Linked DNA regions of Pan troglodytes: region 1 is linked to region 2. Evidence: chromatin contacts called from public HiChIP or PLAC-seq data. All regions are on one chromosome and are shown on one strand. Each heading gives the region's core, a stretch centred on a gene start, on an enhancer-like site or on the middle of the called end of the contact. The rest is flanking DNA. Distances are from core to core; before and after follow the strand shown. Region 1 holds the start of ARMCX1 (armadillo repeat containing X-linked 1). Region 2 holds the start of ARMCX4 (armadillo repeat containing X-linked 4).

Evidence for each region. HiChIP or PLAC-seq counts read pairs in DNA pulled down with a chosen protein or histone mark.
Region 1: a contact with region 2 is called in an H3K4me3 HiChIP or PLAC-seq map of stem cell-derived excitatory neurons, with 10 times the contacts expected there. The contact joins the promoter of ARMCX1 here to the promoter of ARMCX4 in region 2. A contact is called at or near these places in 1 of 7 Hi-C or Micro-C datasets (stem cell-derived neural progenitor cells) and 1 of 1 datasets of contacts at active chromatin or transcription factors (stem cell-derived excitatory neurons).

What each region holds. Positions count from the first base shown.
Region 1 is chrX:99,114,115-99,118,986 of NHGRI_mPanTro3-v2.0_pri, forward strand. ARMCX1 (armadillo repeat containing X-linked 1) reads left to right here and starts at 2,122. Exons shown (of 4, transcript XM_024353271.3): 1 at 2,122-2,307; 2 at 2,618-2,671; 3 at 3,215-3,279; 4 at 4,463-4,872. The coding sequence starts at 4,585.
Region 2 is chrX:98,984,265-98,989,781 of NHGRI_mPanTro3-v2.0_pri, forward strand. It overlaps ARMCX4 (armadillo repeat containing X-linked 4), which reads left to right and starts at 1,860. Exons shown (of 6, transcript XM_054676853.2): 1 at 1,860-1,953; 2 at 2,495-2,585.

The DNA.
Region 1 (4,872 bases), core at 872-3,371, 130 kb after region 2:
CTTGACACATCCACATACATATACTGTATATTTGCAGGAAGAAAGGTCGATATCATTGAAAGTGCTTGGTGGTAGAATAGGCATTGCAGGGCAGTTTTGCATTCTACTCTACAGATTTCTGCACTTAAAAAAATAAGTATATAACTAGAGACAGAGAAGAGGGGAGAGGAATAGACTTTCTTTTTCTTTTTTTTTTTTTTTTGAGATGGAGTCTTGCTCTGTTGCCCAGGCTGGAGTGCAACGGCACAATCTCAACTCACTGCAACCTATGCCTCCTGGGTTCAAGCAATTCTCCTTCCTCAGCCTCCCAAGTAGCTGGGACTACAGGTTCGTGCCACCATTCCCGGCTAATTTTTGTATTTTTAATAAAGATGGCGTTTTACCATGCTGGCCAGACTGGTCTCGAACTCCTGACCTCAAGTGGTCTGCCAGCTTCAGCCTCCCACAGTGCTGGGAAGGAGTAGATTTTCTATTGAGGGGATATATAGCTTTTTTTCAGGAAAGTATTAATAGTTCTTAGTTATTTTTTAAAAGTCATACATGCCTGTGAGAATCTGATGAAAGCTATGGCTCCTATCTCCACGAAAATGAATATACGTATGACCACAATTGCAGGTGGTCCACAAGGTTGTCCGTGTGAGAATGCCTACTCTGGGTTAATCCGTGGGGATTGTTCCTTAGGCATACATTTGGCTGAGCGGGCACCAAGGTGGATATGGACTGGCAGGCAGTAACTCTGCAACAAGATTAGGTTCTCTTTTTAAGGAAGCCAGAGGCAAGAAGCCCAGCGGGCTGCACCTCTCAGGTCAGGTGGTGGCAGCACACAGTATTAGGAGCAATGCTCACTCAGGCACCATGAATAAGGGCAGAGGGGTAGGTAGGAACAGAAAGCCCTTCAATGCATTGCTGTTACCTCTGTGGGAATTTGGGGAAGGAAGGGAAGGAGCCAAAGGTATTTACTCTGATTGGTCACCTGAGTAAACGTGGCATTTACCACCTTGGTCACTCATCTATATATATTTTTGGAGTGAACAATAGATGGGTGCCTGAATACAGGGGATGAGAGGCTATGGAATGTGGAACGGTGGGAGGGCAGCACCTTCTTCCGCTCTTGACAGGGCAGGAAGGATTAGAACATCGCTGCATCCCTCACACCCTCAGGTGCCTCAGCCTTGGTAGACTGGAATTCAATTCAGAGGCAGGTGATCAGAGTAGCCATCAAATCACAAGAGGTTCATATAACAGTCGGTCAAGACTTTCGGACGTTAAATACATGCTTTTCTTTAATTTAATAAGACAGGGTTGTGTTGCTTTAACTTATCAAATTGCAAGTTGATTCAAAAATAGAAAAAGTAAGGAATTATTTGTGTAAAATGGCCAAGATTAGACAACTGGTCGTCTCTTTGTGGAGTAATTCATAGATCATGTAAAAAAAATCCATTTTTTTAAGAGATAGAGGCTTGCTCTCTGTCACCCAGGCTGGAGTGCAGTGGTGACATCATAGCTCACTGCAGCCTTAAGCTCCTGGGCTCCAGCAATCCACCCACCTCAGCCCACTTTTCAATTTTAAAATGAGTTATTTTGTTTTAAAAGCTACTAATTGGCTGTAACCAGTAGAAATATTTTCCTACTGTTACAAATAAAATAACGAAATTAATGAGGCCTTTTGGGTTTTCTCTCCCGTTTAAACTCTCCACTCAAAGGAAAATAGCATCATTTTATTTTCTCAATATAAAAGTAATGCGTTACTGATTTAAAAACAAATGAGCAGAAAAGTTTAAATAAGACACTCCCACGATCTATCTCCTTTTCTAACATCTTGCTCCACATTTTACAGGGGTGCAGAAGAAATTGGACATTCATGACTTGTGATGAGGGGAGGTATAGAGAGAGACAGTTGGACTGGGACTAGAGAAGATAAAAAATTATTCCTCGAAGAGGAAGAAAAGGCCAACGGACACGGGAGCAGATACAGCCTCTCCCTGTAAACCAAAGAAAGGCAAATTCACCACAAAGAGAAGCTACTTCTAGTCTCCGGGGTTGGCAAAGAGGAAAATGAGTGGCAGGACCTGATGTGTCAGGGAAGGAAGGGGAGGGCCGGCTTCTGCGGCGCTGCTGATGGGAGTGGTAATTGGGGTCCTGATCTCATGGTTGACGTGGCCCTCACGTGAGCTGGAGCCGAGGCGTGCAGACGTCCTTCTAATCCTAGTCTTCGTTTGGTCCGGTTGCACTCTTCCTATCGCCCAGAGGGCGAGAGGGCCTGTGGCCTGGGGGAAGGAGGACGAGGTTCTGCCTGGATCCCAGCAGGTTTGTGTGTGGATGGGCGTTGCCAGGGGATCCCTGCGGCGCGGGCAGTGAACCGTGGAGGCCGAAGGGGGAGCACAGTTCACTTTCTCCAAACCCTTGCAGTATCCCTGGCCCTTTCTAGAACAAAAATGGTAGACCTTGGGGCCGGATTCCAGGGGCGACCCCAGACTCGGGCGTCGTGGGACCTTTAACATCCAGGGCCTTGAATCAGGGAGGGCGGATATTCGGATTCATGTCCTGTGTGCTGGCCCATCTACCAAGCCAGAATCTTGGGGCTGTGCGTCTGACAGTCATACCCCTTTTCTTTCAGTAGGACGCTGTGCCATTTGGGAACAAAGGAATAGTCTGCCTGGAATCCTTGCAGGTCAGTGTAAAGCTGGAGCTGTCCCGTGGCGCCCAGAAGGACTGGGATGACTGAGGTCCTTGCCTTAACTTGGGCCCTTTACCGACTCTCAAGCAATCTTCCTGCCATTTTTTTTTCTTCAGTAAAAGAGGATGTAACAGTGCCTGCAGGAAAAGTGCTTGTCATTGCGGGTAGGGTGCGTTGGGGAGAGGGATAGAAGAGATCGGTTGGTTTTGTTTTTCTCCTCGGATTTTCCATATCCCCCCTCGCCCCGCCCCGCTTCCAGTGGTTTGAAAGGGGTGTGGTTTTGCTGGGAAAATGGCCGACCGCTGGGGCTGCGGGAGGGAGTGAGGGCCGGGGGCGGGGACGGGGGTAGGGGAACACTACCAAGCAACAGGGCTGGTGTCAGCGGAGTCCAGAGAAGTGAGGGTAGGGTGAGAAACAAAAAGGTAAAATCCATTGACAGCCAGGACCCTGAATTAGGAGAAGTGGATATTGGGACTCCCCGAAGTGCTTTTCTGTCCGCTGAGCCTTCAGTTTCTGCCTTGTTGCCTGTGTCTGCAGATCTTGGGGCCGGAGGCCAGTCCAACCCTTGGAGCAGGAAGAAACGCAAAGTTGTCAAGAACCAAGTAGGTCATAATAAGGGTGATTGCATTATTTGGGGGTGGAGCATGGTGGCGACTGCAACTCGAATGGGCCCGTGGACCCCTTCCATATCCCCCTCCTTCCCTCTTATCTACACCATTTCGGAGCTTGCAAAAGAAATTGCTCTGCAAGTACAAGACAGGGAAGAAAATAGCTGAGAAGGGGTGGGCGTCAAGAGAGTCCAGGGGTTGGGAGGACGTTATTCCAAATTACTGTTTGGGGTACAGGGTCCTTGGTGTTGGTCCGTCGACCAAGCACTCACTTCTGAAGTTTGTCAGTCTTGAAGGTTTAGTGGAAGCGGAAACCGAGGTGAGAGAGGTAAGAAATTGCTCCGGAGCAGAGGTAGTTGGTATAATGACACGGGGTGGGGGGGGTGGGGGGGCGGCGGTGTCCTGGTACCTTTGAGATGGAGGAGTTGGCGGAGGCAAGGGCGGAGTTGGAGACCTTTAGGCATTTCACGCCAGTACGGCTTTTAGATATTCTCACTTCATTTTGTTACAAGGAAAATGTTAACGATGAAAATGTGTGGCGACATCTTCGGAGGATGCCAATGATGGGAGTAGGGGTGGAGGTGGAATGGAGGGTTAGAGGAATCATCGAAGGAGGAAGAGGGAGGGAGATAATGAATTCCAAAGCCGCAGCTCTGTGAGGAGAGGAGGGTAACCGAAGGCGGGAAACATTGGGCAAGGCAGTTGTAAAGGGCTAGGAATTCAGAAGAGGGATGTGTGTCCCGTCCCGGGTGAGATCTATATGTACCCCGAGCTCTCAGTACCCCTCTCCCCGCGCCCTTGTCTGCAGGTTTGCACGAAGCAGTGTACTTGGAAGCAAGAAAGAGAAGGAAAAAAAACTGCCTGGACCTCTGTGGGTGCATGTGAGGGCGCCACTGTTCACAGGACATCTGGAAGGGCAGGGATGGCAGGGAACTTTAACGTTCTGGGGTGGGGTGGTGGAACGTGAGGTTGGAGAGTCTTTAAGCGGGGAAAATTTCCAAACTTAGCTTCCGGGTGGAAGAAAGGAATCAGTGATCTAGATATCAAGCCCCGAGTCTCTGCCAGTATCTCTGTATTTTTGTACGTTTGTTTGTTTTGTTGTTGTTTCAGTCTGTTTGCGTGCAAAGACACAAAAGGAGGAGGAGCCTGAAATCTGAAATGCATCCTTTATTCGTAGGTCGAGCTGCCTCAGAGCCGGCCAGCAGTAGCTGCAGACTCCGCCCGCGACGTGTGCGCGCTTCTCTGGGCCAGAGTGAGCCTGTTTTGTGCTCGGGTTAAGAGATTTGTCCCAGCTATACCATGGGCCGCACTCGGGAAGCTGGCTGCGTGGCCGCTGGTGTGGTTATCGGGGCTGGTGCCTGCTACTGTGTATACAGACTGGCTTGGGGAAGAGACGAGAACGAGAAAATCTGGGACGAAGACGAGGAGTCTACGGACACCTCAGAGATTGGGGTTGAGACTGTGAAAGGAGCTAAAACTAACGCTGGGGCAGGGTCTGGGGCCAAACTTCAGGGTGATTCAGAGGTCAAGCCTGAGGTGAGTTTGGGACTCGAGGATTGTCCGGGTGTAAAAGAGAAGGCCCATTCA
Region 2 (5,517 bases), core at 610-3,109:
TAGAGACGGGATCTCACTATGTTGCCTAGGCTGGTCTCGAACTTCTAGGCTCAAGAGATCCTCCTGCCTCGGCCTCTCAAAGTGCTGGGATTACAGGTGTGAACCTCTGTCCAGCCAATAAGCTGTGTTTTAACAAGTGCTCAGGGTGGTTCTGCTGCAGGAAACTACTGGCTGATGGATACATGGATTCCATTATCCACCCATTCATTGATTCCTGCATTCACTCATCCAACCCTAAAGGAGGTAACCAAAACAGAGACAATCCCATGTGTAAGCATGACATATCTTCTCTGCCTTCTCTACCCAGCAAAATGATATGAAAATGCATTGCGAATATGTTTATAAATCAAGCTCCTTTTCCATCAGGTAGAATTCCTAGCGCTGTCAGCTAAAATGAAGATTTCTCCAAGATGGGCCTCCAGGGCTATTGCAAAACAGCTGCTGATGGAAGGAAATTCCACTTGCTGTGCCTTATACCAGGCTGGGAGTGTCACAAGAGCCCTTTACAAGCTGCTCCCACAATGACCAAAACTGTCTTCTCATGAGTGCAAAGCAGGCATGCCCAAGGGGCCCAGGTTAGCATGGTGCAGGACTCCGCTGGGAAGGTGAGGGGTTATCGTCGCGGGGGAGTGTCGACTAACTGGGCTGGTGGTGCAGGGGTAAAATAATTTACCAAGACAGTTGGAGGTAAAGGCAGATTTATTAGAGAAAGTAGGAAAATACGTTTCGAGAAGGCAACGGGCAGCCTGCAAGAGAGGAGCCGACTGCAAAGAAACAAAGGCTTGCTGGAGATTTTATAGGATGGTTTTTGGGCTGATTGAGAAAACCAAGGCAGTAGGGAGCTAGCTTGCATTCTTCTGTCAGCTGGGGTGTTTGATAAATTGAGGCGTTTGATAGTGAGCAGGAAGTTTGTGAGTTATGTATGTTATCTGCGCAAGAAGCCACATGTCCTGGGCCATAAAGAAAAGCAGACCTATAGCTTATCTGCTTCCTCTTTTTGTTTATATGTTCTGGACCATGAAGAAAGACAAACTTATAGCTTATTTGCTTTCTCCCTTTGCCTTCCCCTGCTCCAGCCAGCCTAACTCCTTTTTTCTAATTAGGATTCCACAGTTATGTTGTCCCTGTGCCTGCAGCCTGTGAATGGACGCCCCACCACCTCCGTCACAGCAGTGGTCAGCACAGATAAATGCACAGAACACACATCGATCTGGCCCTCTGAGAAGAGAATGTTAGGCTTCTGAAAGAAGAGATAAATAGTGAGAGATAACATCTAAGAATCAAAATAATATATTCAGTAATTATTTTCTGAACCTATCCTAATGCTCTGACCGATACATTCTTTAGAACATCTACCCGTACATTCCAAGGACCCTTTTTCCACGGCCCTTTTTCTCCCTGTATCCCTCTTCCTGCTCCCCTTCTTTTGCACAGGGCATGTTTCACATATACAAGATGTTCTTACGTGTCATCCCACTTTAGAGATGAGCAAATTGAGTCTCAGGGAAGGCAAACATCAACTTTGTCTTGGGGAAAGGGCAGGAAGCTGGAAGGGAGGAGGAAATGAGCTCTGGCGAAGGAAAGAGGACATGGCTGGGATCCTTATGGGGTGGTGTACGAGTACCCGTGCCCCCCCGATCTGTGGGGTGAGGGTGGCGGTGACTAGCGCTGGGACCAGCTCCTTCTCTCTCGCTCCCAAGCCCACAAGAATTCGGGGAGAAAGGGTGAGGTAGGGGGCTCCGGGAGAGCGGAGAGAGTTTGGAAAGAATCCATCCCTCCTTCTCCCCGGCGGCTTTCTCGAGACCCTCACACAGCGCCCCGCCCCGCCCCAGTACATTTCCTTTCAGGGAAAGGGACAGGGAAGAGGCTGTCGGGAAATGGCGGCCGCGGCCGGGCTGGGGCTTCAGCGGGAGGCAGCAGAGGGGAAGTGGCCAGCGTGGCGAATGACGGAAGGTGGCGAGGGAGAGGAAGAGGGGTCGGGTGTCCGCGGAGCTCCAAGAGGGAAGACAATCGCTTTGCCAAACACGGCAGGGCATCTGGAAAGGCCTGGGAACCTCACCCGCCCTCCCAGGCCCTTCGGGCTCTTTTCGGTCCCATTAGGAGGAGGGGGAGGGCGGCAGGTGCGACCGGGCACAGGCCTAGTCGTGCGACAGGAGAAGGGAAGGAAGGGCCGGCCCCAGCTGGGTCCTCCTTGCGTCTGGCCTGTGCCGGACGCCCCCGACTCCGAGTGATCTCGGGCCGGTCCCCGGGGGAGTCCAGCTTCTCGCGCCAGGGGAGTTCTCAGCCCCAGGGCAGTCCAGGGATTAGGCGGAAGGGGGCACGCAGCCACCTGGCCGGGGCAGGGGGAGCTGCGAGGAGCCTTTTTTTTTTTTTTTTTTTTTCTACGCAGAGCCCCTTGCGTGACACACAGTAGGCGCTCAATACATGTTTATTTTCAGTTGAGTGTTGCTTCAGCTTTTATGGCTTGTGATAAATCCTTATCCTTCTGTTCTAGAAACTCGCATTGTCTACTGGATCAAGGACAGACAGCTCACCAACCATGACAGCACCATACTGGAACTTCAAAAAGTTCTGAAAACATGTTGGTTCGTTTGTTGGAGTATTTTTCAACTTAAATTCCTTTTCCTTTTTTTTTTTTGCTCACTTTTTCCTCTGCAGAAAAACCTTAAAATGTTCTACCTTTTCCTTGAAACCTCCTCCCAATCCTTAGTTCACATTGACTTGTCTTTAAATGTTTTTGAGAAAATAATCAGAAATGCACAATTAGTGCTTGGTGGTTCTCAAATTATTTCACGCGTGGTAGTTTTGATTTTTGCTTTTCCAGTGAGGCTGTACCTTTCATCCTTAGGCAAATATGATGGCTTTCAAAAGCAGCTATGGGGTGGGAACTGGGAGTGGCTGCAAATGGGCATGGAGCGTCTTTTAGAGATAACGAAAATGTCCCAACTTAGATTGTGGTGATAGTTCGCACAACTCTATAAATTACTAAAAACTATTGAATTTGCACTTGAAAAGGGGGAGAACTTTATGAAATATAAATTATAACTCAAAGAAGCTCTTAAAATGCATGTGGAATAATAAGTAAAGAGTAGTGGGGATATGATCTATTTTGTGGGGAGACTAGCAGCAAAGTAAGACATAAAGATAAAGAAACATACACTGGCCTGAGGAAGTAACAAAGTCTCTTTGAGCCAACTTTGGACAGGCTCCTCTCAGCTTTCTTTTCAACTACACCTTGTCCTTGGGCCCTGTCCTCGGCCTGCCTAGCCCAGTTTTAGCAAGAGTCCTGCTGAGTAACTCCCCCACCCTTGATACCTGATCACCTTGTCCTGCCTTGAGCGAGAATCCTGTTTAGTCAGTTGAGCAAGAATCCCCCTACCCTTGATATCTCTCTCCCCTTAGGAATTTTCTTTCTACTGACTCCCTCACTCTGCTGCTTGACTGTAAATCCACACTTGTCCTGGTTGTCTTTGGATTGAGCTTAGTTCTATACTGAAGTCTCTTTTCCTCTATTATAATAGTACTCAAAATATGGCTTTACTGCTTTTGACTAGTATCTGGCTCTGTTTCCCATTGGCGGAAGGCACTCTCAGACAGTGCTTCTAGTAGTATATATTAGCATGACCTGCCAGGGTACAATTCTTTTTAAAAAGACCACCAATTGGCTGGATACAGTGGCTCACGCCTGTAATCCCAGCACTCTGGGAGGCCGAGGCGGGTGGATCAGGTCAGGAGTTCGAGACTAGCCTGGCCAACATGGTGAAACCCCCATCTCTACTAGAAATACAAAAATTAGCTGGGCATGGTGGTGTGCGCCTGTAATCCCAGCTACTTGGGAGGCTGAGGCAGGAGAATCACTTGAATGCAGGAGGTGGAGGTTGCAATGAGCCAAGATTGTGCCATTGCACTCCAGCTTGGGTGACAGAGTGGGCCTCCGTCTCAAAAAAAACAAAAACAAAAAAAAGACCACCAATTTATTGCCAGGCATTGTACTGGGTGCTGAGGAAATTTGAGGAAAAACACCTATTAAGTTCCTGTCCTCAAGGAGCTCATAGTACAGTGGGGAGCCAAGTAGCAAGCAAATAGCCATACAAGTGTATAATTGCAATGAGGACAAGTATCATGAAAAGGAGGGTACATGGTGCAATGAGAGCCTATAAAATAGGGGTATTCGACTAGTCAAGGTGGTCAGGAATTGCTTCAAAGAAGCAGTTATTGAGCTGAGAGTTAAAGGAAGAATAGTGGCTAATTAGATTGGAGGTGAGAGTTGGAGGAGCTGGTTTGAGGCTATGTGTTCAGAGATGGCATGGTGAGTAAAAGAGACGGAATGAAAGTGGCTGGAGTTCAACAGGCAGTTGGGACAGCAGTGTGGTGGGTCAGGGCATGCAGGGCCTTACAAGCCATCTTAAGCCATTCAGTCTATATCCTAAGAGCCATTGGAAGCCCTGTGGGATGGGGAGAACGAATCAGATTTGTCTTTGAAAATATTGCCCTGGGGGCCAGGCACAGTGGCTCATGCCTGTAATCCCAGCACTTTGGGAGGCTGAGGCAGGTGGATCACCTGAGGTCGGGCGTTCGAGACCAGCCTGGCCAACCAACATGGTGAAACCCCGTCTCTACTAAAAATACAAAAAGTTAGCCGGGCATGGTGGTGCATGCTTGTAATCCCAGCTACTCGGGAGGGTGAGGCAGGAGAATCGCTTGAACCCGGGAGGCAGAGGTTGTGGTGAGCTGAGATCATGCCATTGCACACCAGCCTGGGCAACAAGAGCAAAACTCTGTCTCAAAAAAAAAAAAAAAAAGAAAAGAAAAAGAAAATATTGCCCTGGCTACAGTGTGGATAAAGGATTGGGAAGGAGTCAGAATGTATGGAGAGTTTCATTAGAAGCCATTTCAACAATCTAGAGTAGAGGTAATAGTAGCTTGCACTACAATAGCCATGGTTTACATGGAGGGGATTGGTATATTTTAGGGTTTCTTAGGAGGTAAAATCTGCAGGACTTGGCAATGGATTGGAATTGGGAGGGAGGGAGTGTGATATTGTGAAGTACACATTTAGTCTTTAGTTTGTTTTGTGCTGCTATAACAATACCCGATAGTGGGTAATTTATAAACAGAAATTTATTGCCTTACAGTTCTGGAAGATAGGAAGTCTAAGGTTAAGGTGTGGGCAGGTTTGGTGTCTGGTGAGGCCATTCTCTTTTTCCAAGATGGTCCCTGCACACACTGTGTCCTCCAGAGGGGAGGAAGGCTAGATCATGACATGGCAGAAGACAGAAAGAAGGGCCAAGAGATAGAGCAAGAGGAGACCGATCTTGCCCTTTTATAATGGCATTAATCCCACCTGTGAGGGTAGAGCCCTCATGGCTTAATCACCTCTTAAAAGTCTCACCTCTTAATACTATTACTGCAACCGCCCAGTGGGTTCACCTTGCCTGCTGCCTAGACAGAGATTTATCAAGACAGGAGAGTTGAAATGAAGAAAGAGTAATTCACACACAGCCGGCTGTGCAGGAG